Linked DNA regions of Mus musculus: region 2 is linked to region 1. Evidence: chromatin contacts called from public HiChIP or PLAC-seq data. All regions are on one chromosome and are shown on one strand. The core of a region is the stretch at or near the end of the contact, and the rest is flanking DNA. Distances in the headings are between cores, read along the strand shown. Region 1 has its middle 210 kb from the start of Gm23131. Region 2 has its middle 22 kb from the start of Adgrl2.

Region 1 (7,201 bases), core at 2,334-4,833:
TTTCCTGAGGCCCTGAGGAGTAGGGAGTAAAGCTTCACTGTAAGACAAATGACCTGATAGAGTACGATGTTCTCTGAGTATGTAGAGAAAACAGTGATAAGCTTCCTGAAAACAGAACCCAGACTCCTCGAGGCAGCACCAAGGAAAATGTGGGTAAGCCTACATGTCAATAAACTGCAGCCATCCTCCCTCCATTCTCTCTCTCCTCCTTCACTCTTTCGTCTTTTCTATCCTTCTTCCTGCCAATCATCATTTTCATCAGGATTGCCTACACGGCACCCATAACCCTTATTAGCATGTAAATTCTGCTTGTGAAAGTTTTTAAAGGCTGGGGCATCACACTGCAAAGAGTGTCTAACAAAGGAATGGGAAATGGTGAGCATTCAGGAAATGTTTCTTAGGTAAAAGCAGGAGGCAGGTGGGCCTCCCCCTAGCTGCTTCTGAAAAGGAAAGAGATAAGGTCCACATGTGTTAGCACGTTAACTGACCTAGACACTGAGGTAGTACCCATCAATCAGATCTTACTTAGCATTCGCTATAATCCTAAGCATTCTGATGCTGGTTCATTCTCGAGTTTTCCTTTGTACAGTAACGTTTAATCTCTATCCTCACTCTCTCTGCGAGGAGTCTACTTATCATTATCACCATGAGCATGTGCATAGCAATAAGTCATCCAACAAGTAGGAGCTCACCTTAATCCCATGGCAATTAGTGGGAAAATATAATGTCTCATAATTCATAGCTAGGTCTTAAACACACACACACACACACACACACACACACACACACACACACACACACACACAATACGTATAGGAGTGTCAAAACTTTCAGTATTATGTATCAGCAGTAAAGCATCCAAAATATACCTTCATTCAACCAATCTACTCTTCTCCATACATCAACTGCCTGTGGAGTCTGTAAACCATGGGCACAGACTTATTATAATATTCAGAAAAGTTCAGAAACAGGCAGTTCCTAGGGTTTAGATGGCAATTGTTGTGCAGGGGATATAAAGACCTGTGCAGCCCTTCTCTGGCCGACTATGTGTGTGCAGTGTTGTTCTTTTAGTAGCCCTTCTCATCCTTTAAGATCAACTCCAATAACATCTCGTGTTTGTGTTCCCGTGAGGTTTAGTTTACTTAGTAACAACAGGAAGTGCAAGTGATGCTCTCAATGTAGCTCTTCCAGGAACAGGCTGCAGAGTGCATGTGTCAGGGAGGCTCACGTCCTGTCTTCTTAAAAAAAGGTGGGTAGATGTTTTGAGAAAAAAACAAAAAAAACAAAAAAGACCGCATATACCTAACTCTTATTGTATTGTCATATATAAACTGCTGTTTTATTATCTACTATTAATCTCTTACTGTACCTAATTTATAAGTAAAATGTTATAAAAATATGTGTGTTTACATAGAAATAAAGCAATATATTGATTTTGTACGATATGTAGATTTTGTACTATCTGTGTTAAGAGCTTTAGGCATCTATTCTGAGTCTTGGGATATATTCTCTCTGGATAAAATAAGGAAAAGTGCCTCACCCCTTCTGCACGTGCCCCAAACAGAACCTACAGCCTTACAAGGTCTTGACTGCTAAGCTGCTTCTCCAGATTATGGTTTTTAGTTTTTAGGGTGTTTTGTTTTGTTTTGTTTTTGAAATGGTCTCTCTAAGCTGGCCTTGAACTCATTCTGTAGTCCAGGCAGATTTAGACCTTGAAATCTCCTGCATCAGCCTTTCTAACAGCTGGAATTATAGACCTGTACCATCAGGTCTGGACTGACAGACTGTCTGTCACTGATTCATGTCATGACTCAACTGCTGGCTTTTCATACAAAATTAACTCCAAACCCATATTTTGACGTATCCAACTGAATAAACAGGAAGTCCCCACGGTTTCTGAATGTACAGTCAGGTTGTCATTTTACACACTCTTGATGTAGATGGACATATATTAACCTCTGATTGTCAACCCAGATGTGAATACTCAAAACTGGCAAGAACAAGAAAACCTCAGGCACAACCAGGGTATCCCACTAAACAGCTGCATGCCAAGCGCTTAGCCAGAAATGAGCCTGAAATGTGTTCCGCGGGGTTATTGTGGTGAATGTAGTGTCAGTAACCAAAAGGTTAAGAAGTGAAAAATGCTCACAGGAAGGCTTGTTAAAAGAATTAGTAATGGGATACAGGCGCAAGTTATCTTTAATTTGTGGGCATGCATCCAGGCTCAATTATTAGTAACCAAAAATCTATTGCATTTGGGAATTCTCAGAGCTCTGGTGGAATAATTTACATTGGAATGCCTCTGTTTAATGGATCCTGGAGCCCTGAGTTCTTGATTTTTTTAAAGCAGCATTTCACGTGTGTGTGCATTTGCTTCTTGAACTTGTACTATGTATCGCTGAACAGGTATTTCTCAGTGCTGGCCCTCCTTACAGGTTACTAAAGATTGTTTCTTAGCAATAAAGTGAAATTACACTCGAAGACTATTTACCTTTGAAAAGACTTTCACAATTAAAGAAATCCTTTTGAATCCCACCCAAGAGAATTTAAAGTCTAAGATGAAAACTACTTCTCATTTCACTGAAGTTTCATCACAAGAAGTTTCAGCCATCTTTGGACTATGAGGAGGGCCTCATGAGAAAGTGCCTGTGACTTTCCATGATGGTTTGGAAAGACAGTGTGCGGTGACAGTTTGATTTTTTCTTTTTGCAGTGTCAGAAGATTTACTACCAGGTGTTAAAAGTACCAATTCTGCTAAAACAACACCCCCTGGAGAATTTGCAGAACAATAAGGCAAAGTCAGGTAAAGTATGGTTGATATGAACCTTGCCCATATCATTAGCAACATATACTAACATGGCTCTGTCGCTATCCAAGAAGCTCCATTATCATTTTGGACCATTGGCCAAGAAAAGGAAGAAGCCAGTCAAAATTACATGAGGTAATGCATCAAAGAAGTGATCTGGTTATTTCCAGGCCCCTCTGACTCTGAAAAAAGAACCAACATTACATTTACAGATAAGGTGACTGAGGCCCAACCCTTTCCACCATAGACGTGGAGGGTTTAGATTGAAGTCAAGGCATGGGAGCTGTGCATGGCCCCCAGTCCTCCGCACCTGTTCCTTGGTGAAATCGAGGACTTTGCTTGTGAAAAACAAGCACCTTCCACCAGCACTCAATTTAGTTGTTTGAAAAAGTAATTGGAGGAAAACAAAGAGATTCTTGTTCTGTATAAAATTTAGCCGGAAAGCTTGCCAGCTCTGGGAATGAGGAGCACCATGTTTTCCATGTTGAAATTGCTGGCACTCGAGTTGAGATCCATAAATTAAGCAGCTGGGTTGTTGGTCTTTTCTCTCTTTCTTTTCTTTCTTTCATTTCTATTTTTCTTCTCTTTTGCAATTAAGCGTGTAGTTTTTATAATATACAATAGGTTCCTTAGAAGTGTGTTTAATCCGTCTACTCCGATTAAAGAAAAGCTGGATACAGGATCATAAACAAAGAGTCAGTTACAGTACATCTGTACAGTCGGAGAGCTGGGTTCCAAGAGAATTTACATTGGGAAAATCCCCAAGCGCTGAAAGAGACAGGCTCAAACGTGTCTATACTACAAAGAGCCGAGCAAAGGTGGTTCTTAAGCCAATGGAGTGTTTTGAAGGGCTGGAAAGCTGGTGTTGAACAAACACCGTGCATAAAGCTGGGGCCCTACTCGATCACTTACAATTGGTGTTTCAGTGAAGAGGGACAAACAAGAACAATTTCCTAACATAAAATGCTCATTTTAAATGCCATATTGCTTTGCTAGCACCATGATTTAAAGGGCATCTCAATCAGTAGGAAGCTGTTTTCCTCTACTGTAAGGAGTGTTAAAAACAGACTCTTAACCAAACCTGGAAGTAACTCTGATCTCTTTTCAATAATGACGGATGTTAATTCCCATATTGTTACTTTTAATTCTAGGGTAGCCAGAATTATCACTGGTCTCAGTCCAGGTTTAACTAAGTTCATTTTTTAAAAAAATTTTATATTATTTAGAAAAGAACTCTACAGCAGCTAGAGTCGTCCAGCCTGGACTCGTGAATCTTTCTGGTTCACTCTCACAAGCATGACAGAGCATGTAGCAACCTGGGGCATCAGCGTGGATGTGTTTGTCAGTTCACACCTGCATCTACCCCTGCTCTTGGAGGTGCCAGATAGTCCTTTGTCAAAAACCGAGAGATCTTCTCTAACATGCTCAGCATTTCTGCGGAGGGCGGATAGTGCTTTCCTTTCCAAAGAAGCTTTCGTTCCACAGTGCTGAGCATCTGAACATTGAGCATCTATCTATGAATAGAATTCCGACCGCCTAGAGCCAGTCACTCTGGGGCGGAACTTCTAAACCTAAGGAATAGAAATAACAACTGTACAATGGTGATCCTCTTAATCTACCAGCCAAAGACAGCTCTTATTCCTTTATGTTCGTTTTCTTCCTTTTTGGCTCAGGAGTGACATGCACATGTTAGTGGCAGCCTCTTGTGCTCGTCTCCAGAAGCAGACTCACCAGAAATGCCCAGCCAGCCCGTCTTTTCTGTCCAGAGTTGACTTTGGACCTTGAGCTCATTAGGGAAATATTTGACATCTCCACTGCAATTATTTAGTAGTCACCACACTGCAAAGGCCACAGGGAACTGTCTGGAAGTGGTTATAATTGGAGAGGATCAGAAAAACGATAGCAGAGAGATGCATTTTTCTTAATCTCCAAAGACAACACCACCTCAGGTCATGGTTCCTTTCCAATGTACACCAGGAGCCTGGAAAACAGTTCACGTTCTTTCAGATTGGAAGGAACAAAAACACTCCCACAGACTGAACATCTTCTAAGATCATTCCAGGAAAGCCCAAGAAGATAAACATGTGCTTATTCCTTCTCTTCTCTTCTCTTCTCTTCTCTTCTCTTCTCTTCTCTTCTCTTCTCTTCTCTTCTCTTCTCTTCTCTTCTCTTCTCTTCTCTTCTCTTCTCTTTCTTCTCTCCTATCAAATATGCTTATTGTTTATTCCTGTTTCACTTTTTGTGTATAAAGTATTCTGTTGTTTTCTCCCTTAGTGTAAAAATACCCTTAATTGCTCAGCTACCTAGGATTTCCTCTGCTGTCTCCTCTCTCCTTGTCTGTAACCCCATCTTCACTCTGAGTCAGCCCGCAAAGGCATTTCATTGCCAGAGGCAGATATTTGCTTCTGAAGAATTCTCTCTCTCTCTTTTTTTTTAATGAAAAGGAACTATTTCCTCACAATATTTTCTTAAAAGTTCTTTTCCACCCATCATTGATGAACTATTTGTATACAGGCACTGACTTTTCTGAACACTTTCTCCTAATGTCTTCCTTGCTTCACGGAGGAGTTCTACAAGTTGCCAAGAGTTTTGTGAAGCAGATAGCCTCTTTTGCTTGCTTTGTTTTATCTTGTTGCAAATGATTGCCTTCCCTTTTAAATATGTGCTTTCACAAACTAAAGAAGCAGGCCAACAAGATGGCTTAGAGGGTACAAACCAATTGGCACCAAGAGGGACAAGCTGAGGTAAACACCTGGGTAGAAGGAGAGAACTGACTCCCACAGCTGTCCTCTGACACATAATGGACCACACATGTGCAGCTCCACAATACCACCCCCAAACAGAAAATAAGTCAATAATTTAATAAAAACTTTTAAGTTAAAACCTTTTAGCTAAAGTTTTATTGTTGAGCTTTGAATATCAGCAGGTAGCATTGCCTGGGGAGGTTTGGCTTGGTTGGATAATGGTTAAGATTGAGGCTTAAATTGCCATGAGTGGCGACTAGAGTGAGCCTGTGATTTGTAACCTGGCTCAGTTCATCTCTGTCCCTGTCCCTGTCCTTGTCCCTGTCTCTATTTCTGCTTCTGTCTCTTTCTTTCCCTTTCTCTGTTTCTTTCTTTCTCTATGTCTGTCTCTTTCTTTCCCTGTCTCTGTCTCTTTCTTTCCCCATCTCTCTCACTGTCCATTCCCTATCTCTTTCTCTTTCTATGTCTCTGACTCTTTCTACAGCTGCTTTCTTTCTGCAGGTACAATTGGATCGTCCCCCATACCCTCTTGTCTTTTGTGTCTCAGGCCTTGATGGACTGTATCACTAAAACTGAGGGCTAATTCCAACTCTTCCTTAACTTTCTGTGGTCTGCTATTTTGCCAAGGGAAAGAAAAGAGACCTAACAATGGCCATCATTTTAACATACTATCTTCTACACCTTTCTTCTCCCAAGGCGTTTTCATATTCACATTGTAACTTAAGACAAAATTTTATTCTTTATTTTTTATTCCAGGTGTGTGAGTGTTTTGTCTGCATGTAGTATGTGCAGCATGTGTGTCAACACAGCGGAAGAGGGAAGCTGATCTCTGGGAAATACTGACAGGTGCTGGGAATGGAACCAGGCTACTCTGGAAGAACAGCAGTGACCTTAACTATTGAACATCTCCCCTGCCCCAAGAACACTGTTTTTGTTTTTAAAGGACAGTATCTTGACCACATGTAGCTCTCAGTTTACTTTGAGGGTTATCCCCATTGGTTCTATTAGAAACTTTTATCGCCTGCTGTGGTCTCTCATATTTAGATAAGTTTCCTGAAAGAAAATGACTATGTCTTCATATTCTTGATAGATATTACTAAATTATTATCCAAAAGCCTTGTGTTAATTTATGACCTTGAACATATTTACATAATTAGAGTTAGAGATTAAAATTATCTTCTCTTTATTTTACTTGATATTCCCTTTTATTAATAAAAACCCTAAACAATTTTTATAATTTTAATTCAATTTGTTTACTCTCATCTATTATGTTTCCTCCCTTCCTCCTTCCCTCCCTCCCTCCCTTCCTCCATCCCTCCCTTCCTTCCTTCTTTCTGTCCTTTCTTCCTTTAAAATCTAGTTCTGAATTCTCAGTATTTCTCAGGTCCTTTGTAAGGGAACATTAAGATTAAAGAAAGTAAGGTCTTGAAAATGGTAACTTTGAATGAACAAAATGTTGCAAATTGTATGTGTGTGTGTGTGTGTGTGTGTGTGTGTGTGTGTTGGTGTGTGTTGGTGTGCTCACACAAGTGTCTGTAAGTATTCAGGTCGGAAGGTAACCATGCATGTTGTGTTATTCATCAAGAGTGTCATCTTCCTTATTTTTACAGAAAGGGTCACTCACTGTGACCTGCAGCCCGTTGGTTTTCTC
Region 2 (7,201 bases), core at 1,798-4,297, 420 kb before region 1:
TCGACACAAGGCACACTGGAGACTGATAGGCTGTGTATGTTTACAAAAAGATGGATACGATACAAAACTACTTCATTGTGTCAACAAATAGAAATTATAGCCTAGAGTTAAGATACCCTGGGCTTCTGTGGTGGGGAATAAAATACCGGGCTAGTTGTGCTTTCTCTGATTGCTTTAATAGGAGAATAAAGAGGAACACTAACACCCTTTGCCTATTTGGTTGTGAGTGCTGTGGTACCCACAGTGTACACAAAAGGCAGTTCACATATTGTTACATCCTCCATTTTAAAATGCCTTCGCTTATTTTATTGTTTCCTGGGGGTGAGGGAGGAATCTAATGAAATAAAATTTTGTCTCTGTGATGTTTCTGTTATTAGCATGAAAATTAACCCCTGTTTATATTTTTGTTAGTTTTGCAGTCTGGGGTTAAAAAACTGGAGCCCAGCACAGGCAGGTATCTGAACCACACTCACATCCTATAATGGTTATTTGCTCATTAACAATGTTTTTTATTTTATTTATTTATTTATTTTTATTTTTGAAAGCATCTCCTTTGTGGGACATGTCGATTGAAGAATGTAATCCCAGGACATAGGAGGCTGAGGCAGGAGAATTGCCATGAGCTGGAGATCAGTCTGGCTTCTATAGGGAGTCCTTGTATTAGAAAGCCAAACCAAGCCAAACAAAACAAGAGTTAAAAAGAAAATAATGCTGCTAAGCTTATGAGTTAATATAAGCCAGAGCAGGTTAGATTTGGCTTCAGTTTCTAGTCCTTATTTACATGTTGGGAAGGGGTGGTATGGGTGATGGAAAGGAGAAATTGGAAGTGAAGGCATCAGACATTGTCTTCCCAGCAGTTTTGGGGGTAACACATTGTCCCCAAGACTTTGAAACTGCTCCCCACCCTTTCCTGTTGTGTGATGTTGGCAGACGTGCATCCTTGTTTATATGAACCAGGGGGAAGACGTTTTATCAATAGAGATTTTTTTTTGGGTAAAGGGAGATTAAAAGGAACTTTAAAATAAAACAAATTGTACAGAAGAGGAAAGGGCATTTACAACGTAGAGAGTGCTTTTCTTTCCTTTTTCTTTTTTTAATTTTCTTTTTTCATTGTTGAATTAATATTTTATCTTGAAAAAGAAATACTCTTTACAGTTTTGGAACTACAGAGAGAAAGATGAAGATAAAGTGTGAGGTGTGTTCATTCCACACATTTTTTTTTGGTCTTTCTCCTGCCAGTTGATCTCAGGTGGTCCCCCCCACCTCAGCGCCCCAATTGCCTGCTGTGTTCACATGGTGAATGGGTTGGTGTCTGTCATTTCAGGCTCGGTCAGTATAAACAAAGTTTTCTGGTTGTGTTTTATCCCCCATAATATGAATATAGCCCGTGGGTGACTGATAAGTTTAGGCGTGCTGCCAAGGCAGGCTACCTTCTTAACCAGGGCTGGGAATAAGATGATTGTTCGTCAATTACACATTTTCAGGAGGCATCCTCTTACCCAAATGAGAGAGCAGCATAGGCAGTAGTATTTAGCTGTGGCAAACATTTTTGCGAACCCTTGTTATTACCTGCAGAGGGAGCTTGTATACGAGATAAGCAAGTCAGGGCACGTTGCACTGACAATTTACCCTTTGAAAATTATGTTAACGACATAATTTCTTTTTGTGTGTGTAAGAGGTGGCTAGAAAGCAAGGTATTTTGAGGTTAGTCAAATTCCAGGGAAATTTAGTAGCTCAATTCTTACCATTTCCTGCATATATAAGACACAAGTATGCCCTGAATTAGTGCACATAAGTAGAAAAACAGTAAGATTAAACACACCGGGTTCATTCTGAGGTTTTCTTTTATTTTGGTTGAACTCGTAGGAAAGAACACATTTGAAAGGTGTCTAGTAACTATAGCTATTAAGAGATGACAATGTTTTAGGGACTTTCCCAGGTGACGTAAAATATTATTAAACAACCAGTAAGCACGAAGTAGCACATTGTATCCCTTCCCCGTCCGTGCACTTCCTCAGTAAATTAAATTAGATGACTGACTGTGTTCTTGTTTCAGAAACAAAGACTTGATCACTTGAGATTAAAGACTTGTGCTTGTCATAGTGAGCAGCTTAGTTGAGTGACACTTAGGCAAGGTGACCATCAGTGAGGGCATTACAGGAAGGTTTGAGGGGCTGTTGATAACTCAGAAGACCATGAATGCAGCGGGACAGGTAGGGCGTGGTTGAAAGCGGCTCTTTTCATTAACAGTGCCCATGGAATTCCTCAGACTTCTCAGCTCAATATGCAGAACTATTTTAACTCTAGACATGGGCATTTTAACAATCAGGGCAGTAAGCACGCAGGTCATTTTTGTTGTTTTACGTCGCCTGAATACATTTGCTTAACAGTACCCCAGTCTACTGAAAATGCCAGTGTCTGTTTTTACATTTTGGTGAAGTCATATTTGAGAAACTGCTTCTTACGGATACGCAAAAGGGTTACCCACTTATGTATTCTTGAAGAGAGATGCAGTAGTCTCTTTCCCTTGCCAAATTGGTGTGACAAACATACTTAGTTTGTATTTTAAAGGGCTTTGATTCTTAATGAAACACTGTATTGAATATATTATTTCATTAGCTAATCTTTACCTAATGCGAGGCGTCAGATCGTTGCTGGTATAGAGAACATTTCCCTGCAGGTGAGAAAAACGGTGTAATAGAGAGATTCTTGGCACTGACGTGGGCTTTTGTGTCAGTATTACACTCTGCGTTATCTCAACAAGTCTGTGGCACCGCTCTGCGGAGCATTCTCCTAACAGGGTAAGACTGTTAGCAACAGCAATTATTCTTCAACAGGATTACGGTGCCGCGCTTCACACAAGCACCACGTCCTTCTCAATAGCGTTCTTGATAGGCATTCCTTACTGCCAAGTTTGTGTCATTGTCTTAAATAATGCCACGCAGGGACATTTCTCATCCCGGTGGGTGGGTAGGCACTGGGAAGTGGAGCTCGCCAGTACAGTTCATTACACTCTCCCTCATCATGCCTCGGCTTCCCTCGCAGCGAGGTAAGGGTTACTGCAGAATTCATTCCAGAAAAACTGTGAGGCGAGGCGCTGGGGCTGTCACAGAGTGCATGGCTTCTGTGATGCTATTGGAAAGACACAGCTAGGGTAAGTGCTACTTGGATTGTCTTAAATTCAAACGTAGGCCGTTTATTTCACTGCTGTTTTCCCCCCTCAGCCTAATGAAATCTGAGTCCATTGCAAAATGTTTTCAAAAATGTTCTTGGAGAAATACTGCTGGTTGCTAACTATACTGGGGATGATTGTAGAACGAGTAGATGGCTGCCCTTTGCAATTTGAAGCAGCCCTGACAGTCTTTGAAAATTCTCAGATAATCTTATCATATATTCTTGAAGAATATCAATTCATGATGTATAATACCTCATGCTCGTTTGCAAATTTATGATTTAAGAGTAAATATGTATGTATGGGTCCTGAGTTTACTTGAGCAGACTGGCTTTTTTTTAAAGTAAGATATATTATGAATAGACTCTTACTTAAGAATAATGCTCACAAATAAGGAATGAATGAGCATAATGTTGAAGTAACTTAATAAGGGATTATAAAATTTGGAAGGTATTTATTTAAAAAAAAACTGGTTTTGGTCATCCTTAAATCATGAGTCAAAATATTATGTCAAGTACTTTGCATAGGGGCAGAAACTAAACTCCAAATAGTAATCACAGACTTGCTGCTGGGTTCAGGGGACACAAGGATGAGAAGTTATGAACCTGGATGTTTTCATAACTACGTGAGGAAAAAAAGCGAAGGAAAAATATTTACGATTCTCTTATATCTCTAAGCTTTAAAAGTTAACAAATTTTTTAATGATAAAATAGCAAGGCTGTTATTCTAATTGTTTCAAAGGAATTCCTTTTGTCTGTGTCACAGATTTTTCTCAAGTTGAAGTCTAGCAAAGGTGTAAAGAATACATTTTATTTATGTGCACTTTGTTAGATTTTTGTGGAACTCACAAAGTATGGCGAATTCAAGCCCGTTCATTCAAGAGTGAACAGGTTAAGGCCATAGCATATCAGATTTCTGCATTGAAATGAAATTGAAAATTTCACATTTTTCCTCCATTCATCGAAAGCTTTGCCTTTATATAAAATCGAACACATCTAAGGAAATATCAAAAATTCCAACTGATGCTTTACGGCTAACTCTCTAACGCCTGTGTGGCTTATGTGTTTCAATGTGATTGGGGACACTAGTGTTTTTGACTTAGTTTAAGAAAGAGAATAAACGTGGTAAAATTCCTTAATAACAGAACTTTATGTTATAGATCCAGAGAGTTAATTTGTATTCTTGACTCCTTAAGTCGAGCTTGATTTTACGACATCTATATTTGGACAAAGTATTAATCAAAGCAGAAGGTCCTATTGCTTATGCCAGGTCTCTCAGTGAAAAATTAGCCCAGATTCCAAGAAAATCCCTATGCAGTCCTTGTAGGACCTATGTGGGCGTGATGACAAAGCTGCTAGGATCCCTTAGCAGGACCGAACCGGTGTGAAGCATTAATACCTAGCCCACGGAAATTATTTGAATTATTTGAAGACAATCTCTGCTTTACCTCTGGGATTTAGGATAACAGCTGTAACACATTAAGATATTAGCAATACATTCTAAAACCACTTTTCTCTATTATAACTTCCATAAAAATTTAGCCTTGATTATTGCTTATAAAACATTTTATGGAATTATGATGACATAGGATTTATATAAATGGAGTGACACAATTACGTATGAATGAGCATGGTGGCTGGGCATCATGTCTGCACTTTGTGTTTTAAATGCATCGTCGTCCAGTGTGCCCACTTGATGGCTTAGAGACTGATAAATCCTGGATCCACTGCAAAGAAATCGCTCATTATTATTCTTGTAAAAGCATGCTTTATATTTTATTATACTGCAGATGTTTATGGCAAAATAGTTGGATGTAGTTTATTTAAAGTTTCATTCTAGGAACCTGTAAATGGAACCAGTAAATGAGAATAATTTAATTTGTTTTAGTTACTGTTACATTAAAGAAAAAAAACTTCACAAGAACAAAACTTAAGTATCTTATTACTTCAACAATATTTTAAAACATATTTTGTGTGTGTGCATGCGTGTGCATGTGTGCAAGCACCCTGGCACACACGTAGAGGGGTACAAGGTTGGCCTTTAAGATGGGGGCCACACAGGGGGTTCTGGGAATCTAACTCATGTCACCAGGAATAGCAGTAAGTGCATGACCTTCAGATCCTTCTTGGTGGCCCGCCCAGAGCTCACTTTTAAATACTGCACATTTCAAAATACTTGGGGTTGATTTTTAATACTTTGCATAGTTCTGAAATCCCAGAGAATTAGGAATTTGAGCTGTTTAAAACAGTAGTTAACTAAATAATTTATAATACATCTATTGCTTAAATATTTGAAGAATTTTAAGAATGACAAGGCTGAGGGCTGGAAAATTGCCATGACATTGAGGCCAGCCTGGGCTACAGAGTGAGCACCCTATTGTAAAAAAGCCAAGGCTAGCAAACCAAAACCAATAGTGAAGATATTATAGACTCCATGCACTGTGGTCTCTGTCCCACTGATGTGTGTTAATTCTATTACAATCAGAGGGGCAGTTTCGGGCATATTGTGCTCATATCGCCATGGCGTTAGTGTTGAATTAAAAATAAATTAGAAGCACATTATTAGTGTATTTTTATTAAGCAATATTGTCTGTTTGTAAAGAAAAACTTAGACTAGATCCTTTAGTCATTTATGCACTTGAAACTGGCCCTCTGATTGTAATAGAATTAACACACATCAGTATCAGAGTACTTCAGCACTCACTATTCTTGACATTTTTAAAGCATTTTATATATTGCTTTAACACTTTGAGCATGTCCTCATACAGATTAGCTTTTTTCTTATTATTTAGTCAAAGTGGCTTTTTGATAAATTTTTTTTTATCCCACTGAATTGCTGATGTTTTTTTTTTTCTCAAAATTTTTTTTTTCTGGGTGTTGGAGAAATGGCTGAAGTGCCAGGTACAGGGGCCTCATGCCTCTGGGCTTCGAGGGCATCTGCACTCACGTGGGACACATAAATCCGTTAGACTCGTACACATACAGAAATAAAAATCCTAAATAAAATGGAAAAATATTTTCCTTTTATTCCAAAGTAATTTCTGCTACTTGACACCACCCTCAAAAGAGTAAAATGTGCTGCAACTACGAGCAGGGCTTAACTTACTACAGTTTTATCTAGGTGACATGCACATTGTTCTCGTGTGACTTCTGATGTTCTCATGACCTCCCTGGTTACTACAGGAGAAGTCCCAACCGCCGCCCCCCCACCATGTTTGGCATTATTAAACTCTTGTGAAAGGTTTCCCTTAGTGCTAGTATGATACTTACTCAGTGTAAGCTGTGAATGGCCTCTATCAGTCCGCAAAAGTAAAACTTTTCACCACATCTTTTTTTTTGTTTGTTTGTTTGTGCTTTTTGTTTTCGTTTTCTGAAAAGAAATAAAAATTTCCATTGAAGATTTTTGAAGGAGGGTTGAGGGCTGTGTGTGCCGTGCCACCCTCAGTGTCTGTGAGTGGTGGGGTGGTTTTTAAAGGCACAGGGAAGCTAGTTTACACTCGAGGGGTGGGGTGGGGAGTGTGCACCATACACGGTTGATGCCTTTGATTTATTTGGTCATTTCCATTCCAATTTATGATAAATCAAAAGTTTCAGTGCTTCTGGCTGGAGTTAGCACAGTTGATCATCTCAGTCCTTGGCTGCAAACAGGATCCACTGTCCCTTACTTCTAATCTGTAAATTAGTGCATTTTTAAGATCCCGGCCTCAATTTTCCCATCAGGTATTGTTTTCTGTCAGACTCTACGAATCTGATAAAATTTTGTGGCAATTGCATTTTGTTGTTATTAATTTATATTTATTTCCTAAGAAGAAAATTGCGAAGATTTAAAAAGCATATGGAATTTGGAGCACAGGCCTTTGGGTAGGGAGCTGTAATGGATCCATCATTAAAGATGCAGAGAGTCCAACTGAAAATACTAGGAACTGTCACACAAAGCAGTATATAGATTGAGCTAGTAGCAACCAGTTCATTAGTTCTCCTTAGCAAGAGTAACTTTGCAAAGCACCTAGGCCTCTCTGAGTCTTTAGAT

The links. HiChIP or PLAC-seq counts read pairs in DNA pulled down with a chosen protein or histone mark.
Region 2: an H3K4me3 HiChIP or PLAC-seq map of embryonic basal ganglia shows a contact between it and region 1, with 3 times the contacts expected there. The contact joins two enhancer-like sites. A contact is called at or near these places in 5 of 39 promoter capture datasets (liver, maxillary cranial neural crest, pre-B cells and 1 more), 2 of 15 datasets of contacts at CTCF or cohesin (large pre-B cells and pro-B cells), 4 of 484 Hi-C or Micro-C datasets (bone marrow-derived macrophages, cranial neural crest, epidermal suprabasal cells and 1 more), 9 of 115 datasets of contacts at active chromatin or transcription factors (the 230-238 cell line, astrocytes, bone marrow-derived macrophages and 5 more) and 1 of 9 other capture datasets (embryonic stem cells).

Annotation. Positions count from the first base shown.
Region 1 is chr3:148,556,328-148,563,528 of GRCm38.p6, reverse strand. No RefSeq gene overlaps it. Among named protein-coding and RNA genes, the nearest start is that of Gm23131, 210 kb to the right of the region's middle. Within about 2 kb of position 3,583, at least 15 of the 459 cell types and tissues checked have an H3K27ac peak or open chromatin away from gene starts, as enhancers often do. A contact at or near this core is called in embryonic basal ganglia, where this site is marked.
Region 2 is chr3:148,973,052-148,980,252 of GRCm38.p6, reverse strand. It overlaps a transcript of Adgrl2 not described here. Among named protein-coding and RNA genes, the nearest start is that of Adgrl2, 22 kb to the right of the region's middle. Within about 2 kb of position 3,047, at least 51 of the 459 cell types and tissues checked have an H3K27ac peak or open chromatin away from gene starts, as enhancers often do. A contact at or near this core is called in embryonic basal ganglia, where this site is marked.